Linked DNA regions of Solanum lycopersicum: region 2 is linked to region 1. Evidence: chromatin contacts called from public HiChIP or PLAC-seq data. All regions are on one chromosome and are shown on one strand. The core of a region is the stretch at or near the end of the contact, and the rest is flanking DNA. Distances in the headings are between cores, read along the strand shown.

Evidence for each region. HiChIP or PLAC-seq counts read pairs in DNA pulled down with a chosen protein or histone mark.
Region 2: an RNA polymerase II HiChIP or PLAC-seq map of leaf shows a contact between it and region 1, with 7 times the contacts expected there. The contact joins the promoter of ME1 here to the promoter of LOC101258044 in region 1. A contact is called at or near these places in 3 of 8 Hi-C or Micro-C datasets (all in leaf) and 1 of 1 datasets of contacts at active chromatin or transcription factors (leaf).

The regions. Positions count from the first base shown.
Region 1 is chr12:61,433,173-61,438,230 of SLM_r2.1, forward strand. It overlaps LOC101258044, which reads right to left and starts at 2,129. Exons shown (of 10, transcript XM_069292363.1): 1 at 1,424-2,129.
Region 2 is chr12:61,611,317-61,616,037 of SLM_r2.1, forward strand. It overlaps ME1 (NADP-malic enzyme), which reads left to right and starts at 2,181. Exons shown (of 20, transcript NM_001247529.2): 1 at 2,181-2,320; 2 at 2,716-2,984; 3 at 4,163-4,283; 4 at 4,388-4,462; 5 at 4,721. The coding sequence starts at 2,291.

The DNA.
Region 1 (5,058 bases), core at 879-3,378:
CGGGGACCTAGTTCCTGGCAGAGTGCTCTCGTCCAGATACAAATGGGGTACAGTCATAAAAGCTGTCATGTCAGGTGGTAGGTGAAAGTGTAGTATCCTACACCAATAAGAAGAGTGGACGAGATTGTATGTTTCAGTATCTCACAAATGCAGGGACCTGGTACCAGACAGAGTTTCCTCCATCAGATATATAATTGGTTACATCTGTAAAGCTGTCATGAGAGGTTGATAAGACGTCAGTGTACTACACCAATCAGAATGGAGGAAGGTGTTTGTCCAACGGATAATAACTCTTTATGTTTGATACTTTTAGCATGACAAACACCATATTATATTCATTCATCCAAAGAAAGAAGTCAGTCAGCAAGCCTTTTCAAGAACTTATATAGAAGTTTGCAACCTGGTTCCCGCAAGCAAGGGACATGGTACCCGCAAGACTAAGACGTGAAAAGGACGAAAAGACAGTTGTCATCTCTGATGCGGTAGGTGCACAACTTTTCTAACAGCAGCCCTTCAGCCAATGGGATGACTTCAACGAATTTGTGGGAAATTATATTATCTCTTTCCAACAAACACAAATTTGAGACTTGGCAAATTGAACTTGGATTTTCTCTGAAAATTCACAAGCTTGAACAAAAGGTCATTTTCAAGGAAGAACATTGCTCAACTCAACAGAAGGACCTGATAGAGTAAAGAAGAATCTTTGTTGTATTTAGAGCTTTGTATTTATGTACTTACATTGTAAATTTGTTCCTAATCTATAAAGGATTCAGATATTTGTTTTGGGTTTGTAAAAGTCTAAATCAGTTAAGATTAACTGATTTAGTGGGCAATATTAGTTTGTTGCTTAGTCAAATTCTAAGTCATCTAGAGTTAGGTGGTTTAGTGGGCGGTGTTGTATCCGCTTAGGCTCTTCAAGTAATAGGTAGATTACTTGATCGTGAGATTAATAACTTTTTCACACATTGATTGTAACAGAGTTTCACTTTTGCTTGAGAAGATTAGTGAAGACGGTTGTAAATCCTGTGCAACAAGTCGTGGTTTTACTCCCTTGAGCAAGGAGGTTTCCACGTAAACTGCTTGTGTTGTGTTCTTTATATTATTTAATCTTCAGCACTGTTCTTGCTGTGTCAAGGGACCTGGTCCGTTGACCGATAGTGATCGCACATATTCCAAAAATAATCAATCTAGAACATGAGCAAACAGAGAAAACATAACCAAACAGTCATCAAACTCATCTCGAACCAAAAGAACATAGGCTACTCAAGCATAACTAAATCGAGAATCAATCGACTTTTCAGAACAAAACCAAGCTATATTGAAACTATGAAGTGAATTTGGAATAGCAGTTCATTGCTTCAATCGCAAAACTCATAAAACTCTTAATCATAAAATAACAAAGAAAAACTAAAGTCATTTTTACCTCTTTCGGAGCAGCAAACTGAGACGAGTCCGGACTCGATCAGAACTTCCACCACCACACTGTAAATTCCGAAAACTTCAGCGAGCTCCAAAGATGCATGAAAGAACAAACAGATTCCAAAGAGACTCAAATCCTTTTGTATTCTAATCGAGAATGTTTTTTTTTTGTTCAAGTTTTTACTCTCGACCTCAGAAAATCCTTTCTCTCTAAACTATCATTTTCTCTACCTCCCTTTATTCTCCAGCTCTCCTCGTCAACCTCAAATAGTGAATAAGTGGGAGGTTTTTATATGGGGGAAATTAGGGCATATTTTGAAAGGGGAAAACGGGATAAGTTTTTGAAAATCAAAATTCAAAAATCTCCCCCCGAAAGATAAGATAAGGCTGCTAGCTTTGTACCAATACCTCTACAATTCTCAACGGAAGAATGAAGATAGTCATCCGATTCGAAGCAAAGGACGAAAGAGACGGGAGATTTCGACACCTGGTTCCGTACGCGAGAACGACGGACTCCGGTCGATTTCGCTGGACTGGGCTCGCGATTTGCGATGAACAGCGTCGGGACTCTACTTGCGCCGGAATCGCTGGATTTCGCATCTGAAAGAAAGAAGAACAGTACGCGATAGGGTCAGGAGAATGAAGGAAAAATTAGTAATCGAGTCAAAAATCCTGACATAATTAATAAAAAATTATTCTTTATAAATATTATTAAAATTGTCAAAATATCAATATTTTATAAAATAAAGTGTATCCTTTTTTTAGTTCTTTTTTTAATCTCACATTCCCTTAATCACACGTTTCCAATACATTCTCTTTCGTACGTTTTCAAAAATAGTAATTTTTCTAATTCAGTTCTTCCATTCTTCCAATCCCATATTCTCTCTCTTTCATTTTTTTGATTTTTTCTTCAAAATATGAAAAATATATCTCTAGAGATATTTATAACAATCCCTTTCATTAAGGTATGCATTTTTATTCGATTTTTAAATTTGTTGATTTTTTTTGTTTAAATCTTTCAAAATTTTTGTTTGTTTAGTGGAGTAGTACCTTCTTCAATTTCATTTAGGGTTTTGGATATTGAAAACCTCAAAAACCCTCTTTAATGAACGATTCTAAGAGGATTACAAGAGGTATCTGACTTTATCATTAATTTTTTAGCAATTTCTCATGTTTCTTGTTCAAAGCGTATCCGCACTAATGAAGTGGAATCTAAATACCTAAATCATATGAGTCTTACTATATAAAGAATTAACACCTAACAAGATATATTTATCATATACTATAAAATACCTAATAACACATTATGATTACCTACAAGAAAAGGGAATTATGTATAATAGTAATAAGCAACCTGTTGGGTTATGGGCCTTTTTTCCCTTCCTATGTGGATAAATAAAAGCTCATTTTGGACCAACCCATTTTTGCTCATAGACCCATTCTTATGAGGCAAATATAAGCCTATTTTGGTCTTATTTTCATATACACAGAGAGTTTTTTCAGCAGCCAAAAAGAGAGAAAGAGAGCAGTTTTCGCAGTCAAAATTCAGCCCTAACAGCCAACTTCAAATTGCGATTTCCGCTTCGTTTCTTGTCCGATTGAGCTGATTTTTGGACAGCATATTATCTTCATTTCAAGCTTTGATTAGGAACTGACAGAGTTGGATTTGGTGGCCTGCATCTTCAGTTTTCCTGTCGTGAACAGTAGCTGCGAAATTGGTGATTTTGCTCCTTTAATTCTCTAGATTTGGTGCAATCTAATTTTTTTGTTGCTCGTTGTTTGATACTTGTTTTGTGGACAATTTTGGAGAACAATATTGTAACTCTTGGTGATTATAGTGGAGCTTTTGGTCTCGTGATTTTTTACTCTTCATATCAAAGGTTTTCCACGTAAATCTTGGTGTCTTGTGTGATTGGTTTATTATTGCCTTGTTATATTTGTTTGGTTGAATTACTTGCTGCCTTACTATCATATTGCTTGTAGTTGTTTTTCTCTTGGTTCAAATCGAAAAGGGAAAGTATAGACTTGGGTATTCTTCCGCTGTTATCCTGTCAGGCACTCTTTGTTAGTGCCTTGTCTTTCCCAACACAACCTGCCTGCTAACCAAAATGTTTAACCAAAACGACTCCTTGTTGGTAGTTGATAGATGTTGGTTCGATTTAATCTATTTATTACTCAAGGAATGATAGATAAGATTGGATCAACGACTAAAACTTGCGGAAGAGAGTCGATCTAAGCATGTACATGACCAAATCCGTATACAAAATCTTCCTTAAGTTTAGAACCGATGTAGAATCTTTGCGGTGGGAAATTCAAAAAGAATAACGAAGACCAAATAGTTGATAAAGCGGTATTTAATTATCTTTATGAAATAGTAAGATCATTAAATATATTACCATTACAATATTTGAATGTTCAATTGAAATTGTTCAAACACATAAAATTTTGATTTTTCTAATAGATTGGATCAGAGTATTTGTAACAATTGTCTTTGTATTCAAAATCGAAAAAGTATGTGTCTTGATTTAGAATAGTGTTGCTATTGTCTATGAATAACATGTAATTGTTATTATGGATTGTATTGTTTAATTATTATTTTTGTATTTGTGGACATGCTATTAGTGTTGATATTATACCCACGTATATGGAATCATCAATCATCATATAAATTTAATCTTTTCTAGCTATGAAATTAAAAATACATATTTACTTTATCTAGGTGTATTCATTTTTAAGATTATTCATGCTATTTCAGATAATATTCATGCTTTATTTTTGTGATTTTGTATTCATTATGATATATTTGTGTTGCGTGATTTCTATGTTACATGTTACTTCAGTAATATTCTCTTTGTATTTTGTATTAATGCTTTTAAGAATACTGATTATATTTCAATTTGTATATATGCTTTTTTTATTCGATGAATTTGTATTAACTATGCCATACCTCAAGATGAAATGAGTTCTTTGACATAGAATTAATTGAAAACATACATCAACAGCCACATGATAGCTTGTAAGTTGGTGTATTATTTTGAATTTAGTATTTTCATTTATTTATGTATTTTAATTTTATCTCTTGTTAATTTGTTGTATGTAGAAATTGCAATATTTATATGTTTGCTTATGCTGAGCGGTTGCCTTATGAAAAAGGAAATTCAGTAGGTAACTTCGATGCAATATTTCTACGATCAAGATACACTGCATTTCTTTGGAACTATGACCACTAGATGTCGAGTCATTAGTGAGTGTGAGGCACCTCCGAGGCATAACAGACCTCACATAGTTCACAAGGATAATGAAATAATTGAAATACAATAGTTGTTTAGTTTTAGTCTTGCTAATCTTGTTTGGCTCTAAATAATTTTGTCTATTGTACATTGATATTTTTGTAATAGATTATTTATAAAAATCAACTCTTTAACCTTATGAAGTTTGAATTTATCATTAAAAAGGTTTGACATATATTATTTATTTTAGTGTATATTATGTTTTTTGAACTCCATTCCGTACATTCTAGTTTGTATCTCTTCGTAGAGTACTAATTACAAATGGTTATGGTTGAAAATAAACTAAAACAAGTGAGGGTTGTTAGTATATGCCAAAACAGTTTTCGGTTCATCATAATTGTATATCAAC
Region 2 (4,721 bases), core at 931-3,430, 180 kb after region 1:
TTATATATATAATCCATCAAAGGGTACATGAAATTATTCTATTTAATTAATAAATGAGATTTAAGAAGAAAAAAGTTATTTCCTATATTTTTATTTGTTAAACCGATTTTAAAAGAAAAAAACAAGAATACAATTTTTTAATAATATTTTAATTAAAAAGAAATTATATTTTTAAAAAAAGAAATAATATATTTATTTAGAATAAAGAATTTTTTAACCCATTTAATAACTATAGAGGCATTTGTAGATCAAAATATTAATTACAAAAGTATTTCTGAATAAAAAACTGATGACAGATATATTAAAGTCAAATTATAAACAAAAGATAATTTTATTCATTTCTCGTAATTAAAATTTTTTTCTAATTATTTTTCCTTAATTATATGGTATAATAACAACTACTAGGAAGTTTTAAAAAAAATTCCTTTTTGTGTTGTTAAAGGGATGAGAACAAAATCCCCAAAGCAGAAATAGACATGACTTGCATCCATGTTAGGACTAAGTGGTCTCAAACGTGTAGCTAAAAACACTTTAATTCTAATTTACGTGATATAGTATAATTTAATATAAATCGATACGAAAAAATATTATTCCTTGTTAGTTTTTTAGATGCAAATCACAAAATCTTTTGCAAAACATATACAATTCATATGTCAGATGTCCACAGAGATGCACAAACAGATCCCAGCATCACTTTCTTATTCTTTTTTCCAACACATGGTTCTCATGATGTTTTTAAAGTTAGTTAATTCAAATTAATACCACTTTTTTGAAATATTACTTTAATAAATTTTTTTACATCAAATTTTTAATAAAAGTTATAATTATACAAATATTATCATATATTTTTTTAAAATTCTTATTAAATTATGTCAAATTAAAAGGAAATAATATTCTCTTGGATTGTCAGTCAATGTAGAAAAAATCATAGGTATATATCGTGTCCTCATGAGTTTGATTTTTTTTAAAAAAAAATTAGCATGAAATACAATGTATATTAATTAATTTAAATGTCTGACCAATAAAAAATGTCTAAATATTTTATTACGCTCAAGACAATAAGGAGGAAGAAGCAAACATAATTCAACAAACTAAAATTATAACCAATTTTTTCATAGAAGAATAAATATTTTCTAGTTGGAAAATTACAATTATTTACTTTAATTAAAATCTATGTTAAGGTATTAAAATATGATTAATATTTGAATTAATATTTTAATTTGATTTAACGTGAAGCTTAATACAATAATTTTTAAAAAAATATTATTATGTTAAATTAAAATTATGTCAAAGTACCTTTTAATTTTCTGACATAAAACATAGCACATAAAAAACTAAAATTAAAATATTATAAAAAAAAATCATCTTTTCAAAATAAACTAAAAAGAAAAATAAATCATTCCTTTCTTAACAGTCTCACATGTTATATGTTATTTTTGAAAAAATATATATTAATAATCTAAATATCAAATTTTAATAAAAACACATTTACTCATTTTTATATAACAATAAAAGAAGTGCTTTATAAGTAGAAATGTAATTTCTATTACAGTTCACCAGTCTCAATTAATATAATTTTAAATTAAACTTAAATTAAATTATAAATATATATATGCATCTAAAAATCCCTTTTTTTTACATGAACTAAAAAAATTTAGAAAAATAAAATAAATATTCTAGTTGGGTTCATTTGGAGGCAGGGTTACCAACCTAGATTATTATCCTCCGTTTCACAAATAACGACCTAGTTTGATTTGACATGAAATTTAAGAAAATAAAGAAGACTTTTGATCATGTGGTTCTAAATTAAAGTTATGCCAAATATATAAAATTATTTTTTAATCTTCTGGCTTTAAACATATCACGTGAAAAATTATTATAAAAAAAAAGATCATTCTTTTTAAAACATACTTAAAAAAATCATTCTTTTTAAAACATACTTAAAAAAATCATTCTTTTTAAAATAGAAAGAAAATGACTTATGGAATGTGTAAAAGTATTTTCATATTCTTACAAAGATTTCAAATCCAAATTCGTATCCAAATATTAATAAAAGAAAATCTTATTGAAAGCGTGTCCGAAAAAGGTTAAATGGTGTAATAGAAAAAAGTTGAACAGTGAAAAAAAGAAAATAAAAAGGAAAGTGGTACTAATTTGGTTTGCTACAAAATGCCCTGAAAAATTGCAGAGTTGTGAGGACAAGTAGGAGAGAGGAAGATAAAGAGCAGTACTTTTTGAGCAGATCTATCACAAACAATCTCTTCTCTCTCACTCTGCCCAAAACTCAGCCATGTTCTCCTTGAATGGCACCAGTTTTACGGTAATACCAGTGACCCATTTCTTGAATCTCTGTTTTGATTGTTCACAGTCTGATGAAATGAAGAAGAAGAAGGAGAAATTGTGTTGATTGATTGATTGTTAGTTCTTTGATTCAGATTGAGTTTTTTACGACTCCCATTTTCATAGATTGAGCTGAAAGTGTTAATTTTGAGTGATAGAGATAGGATAAGGAAAAGGGAACAACACCCAGATTTCTTTTTTCACTGAAACTGAAAAAAAAGGAATCTTGATGTGATTCATGAATATTCAGATTGATTTAGACATACCCATATTTAGAATTGAGTTGAAAAGCTGTTGATTAGTGTTTTTGTTTACTTGTGGACAATCTTTGATTTCTATTTTGTGTTATTGTGATTGTTTTATTGTAATTTGCAGAACAATTCGTTATCTGGGGTTTCAAGATGTTTGAATCAGTCAAGCAGAAGAGTTTCAGCTCCTATGGTGGTGGTAGCCGCCGTGAACTCAAACGGAAAACCTGGAGATGGAAGTGTTAGTGTATTGGTTGAGAATGCTTTGACGGAAAGTCCTGCACCGGTTGAGATGGAGGTTAAATCTACTGTTACTGGTGGAGTTCAAGACGTTTATGGTGAGGATAGTGCCACAGAAGATCAATCCATCACACCTTGGACCTTATCTGTTGCTAGGTGAAAAATTACTTCTTTTGAATTTGAATTGATAATCCTATGCTTTCTGTTCCCAGATGGGGTTTAAGTTCAAGATTTAGATGGATTTTGATTAATTCAATTAAGGACCGGGAAGGCCGGACCACAAGAGTGTATTGTATACGAAGGCTGTTTTCACGGCTTGAATCTGTGACCGAGATGAATGTTCATGTCGGTCCAACTAAATGGGGTTATCTGGTATTAGAGGCTCTTGTATTCTGGCTTTTTTTTTGATTTAAAAAAGAAAAGAAATTGAGCTTTCATCACAGCTAGACTTATAACCTTTTGTCTACATATGCATGATCTGATTTTCTTAGATGTTTTGTTAATATCAAATAAAGGCACTTGCTTTTCTTCTATTTCTTTTACAATTATTATAATCTTTTGGGGAAAAAAAAGAATATATAAGAATTTGTCCCCACTAAAGAGCTATTGGGATTTGTCTTTTTGGTAAACCAATGGTGGACATATTTTGTGTTAGTCACTGTTTTCTTTAGTCACCTATAATTTTACATTATAGATACTGTTTCCTAAGTATGATGCCTCTATGCTCCAACAGTCACCAAGGGTACAACAACAACATACTCGGCGAGGTCGCACAAGTGGGGTCCACGGAGGGTAAGGTGTATCACGAGACACTGTTTCCAAAGGGTGATCCCAGGAATTTGGGGCTATTTCTATAAGCCTTGTTGTAGATTGAGTTTTCCATATTAATTTAGAGTATTTATTGTTTGATGAAGTTAGTAATTTCAATAAAAAGCATCATGATGATGCAACAATTATAAGATATGAGCATTAAGTTTGAGTATATTATATGTTTATTTCTTAATGTATTGAAGTTGTTAGTTACTGATTGAGCCTTCTTGAGATATCATTAACGCAGTTTGCTCTTGATATACATTCTGCATTAAGTTCGAATTAATACAGTCTGCTCTTGAGCCGTCTTGGGATATCATAAATGCGGTTGCTCTATGTATTTTTTTAGAAGGGCTGAACTTCCATGTCGTTTTCTTTCAAAGATCATCTGTTTTCAGCATTCATTTAACAATTCCTACTTCCATGTTAATGAAAAAGACTCGAGCTTTAGTCTGACACTTGATTATCTCAGAAGTTGTCTTTACTTACGTGCACTGAAACATACTGTGTTCTTTTGCTTACAGTGGTTTCTCATTGTTGCGTAACCCACACTACAATAAGGGCCTTGCTTTCTCTGAGAGAGAGAGAGACACCCACTATTTGCGTGGTCTTCTTCCTCCTGTCGTAATTAGTCATGACCTTCAGGTTGTATATTCTGCATGTTACAAAATCCTACAGTTTCCGTGTCTCTCTTTATCTGATCAGATGAAAGCTCAATAACAACATTGTTGTGCTACTCGATGTCACAGGTCAAGAAAATGATGAACAGCATCCGTAAGTATGATGTACCACTTCAAAGATACATGGCCATGATGGATCTTCAGGTAGTAAACAAAATGATTTTTAGGTTCTAAATACTTTCTGCAATTAAGGTTTTTTTTGCGTCAAAACTCCTTTATGTTATACTAAATTGAGCAGAACACAGATGATTAGTGTATAATAATCTTTCAAGTGTGATGACACTGGGAAATGTTAAACCATTTGTTTGTTCAGCTCAAGTCCAGAAGTCCTTCTGCACGTGTATGCCCGGCTTTAGTTGCTTCATAATACTCTTGTTTATTGTTGTATGAATCGTGGTGCAGG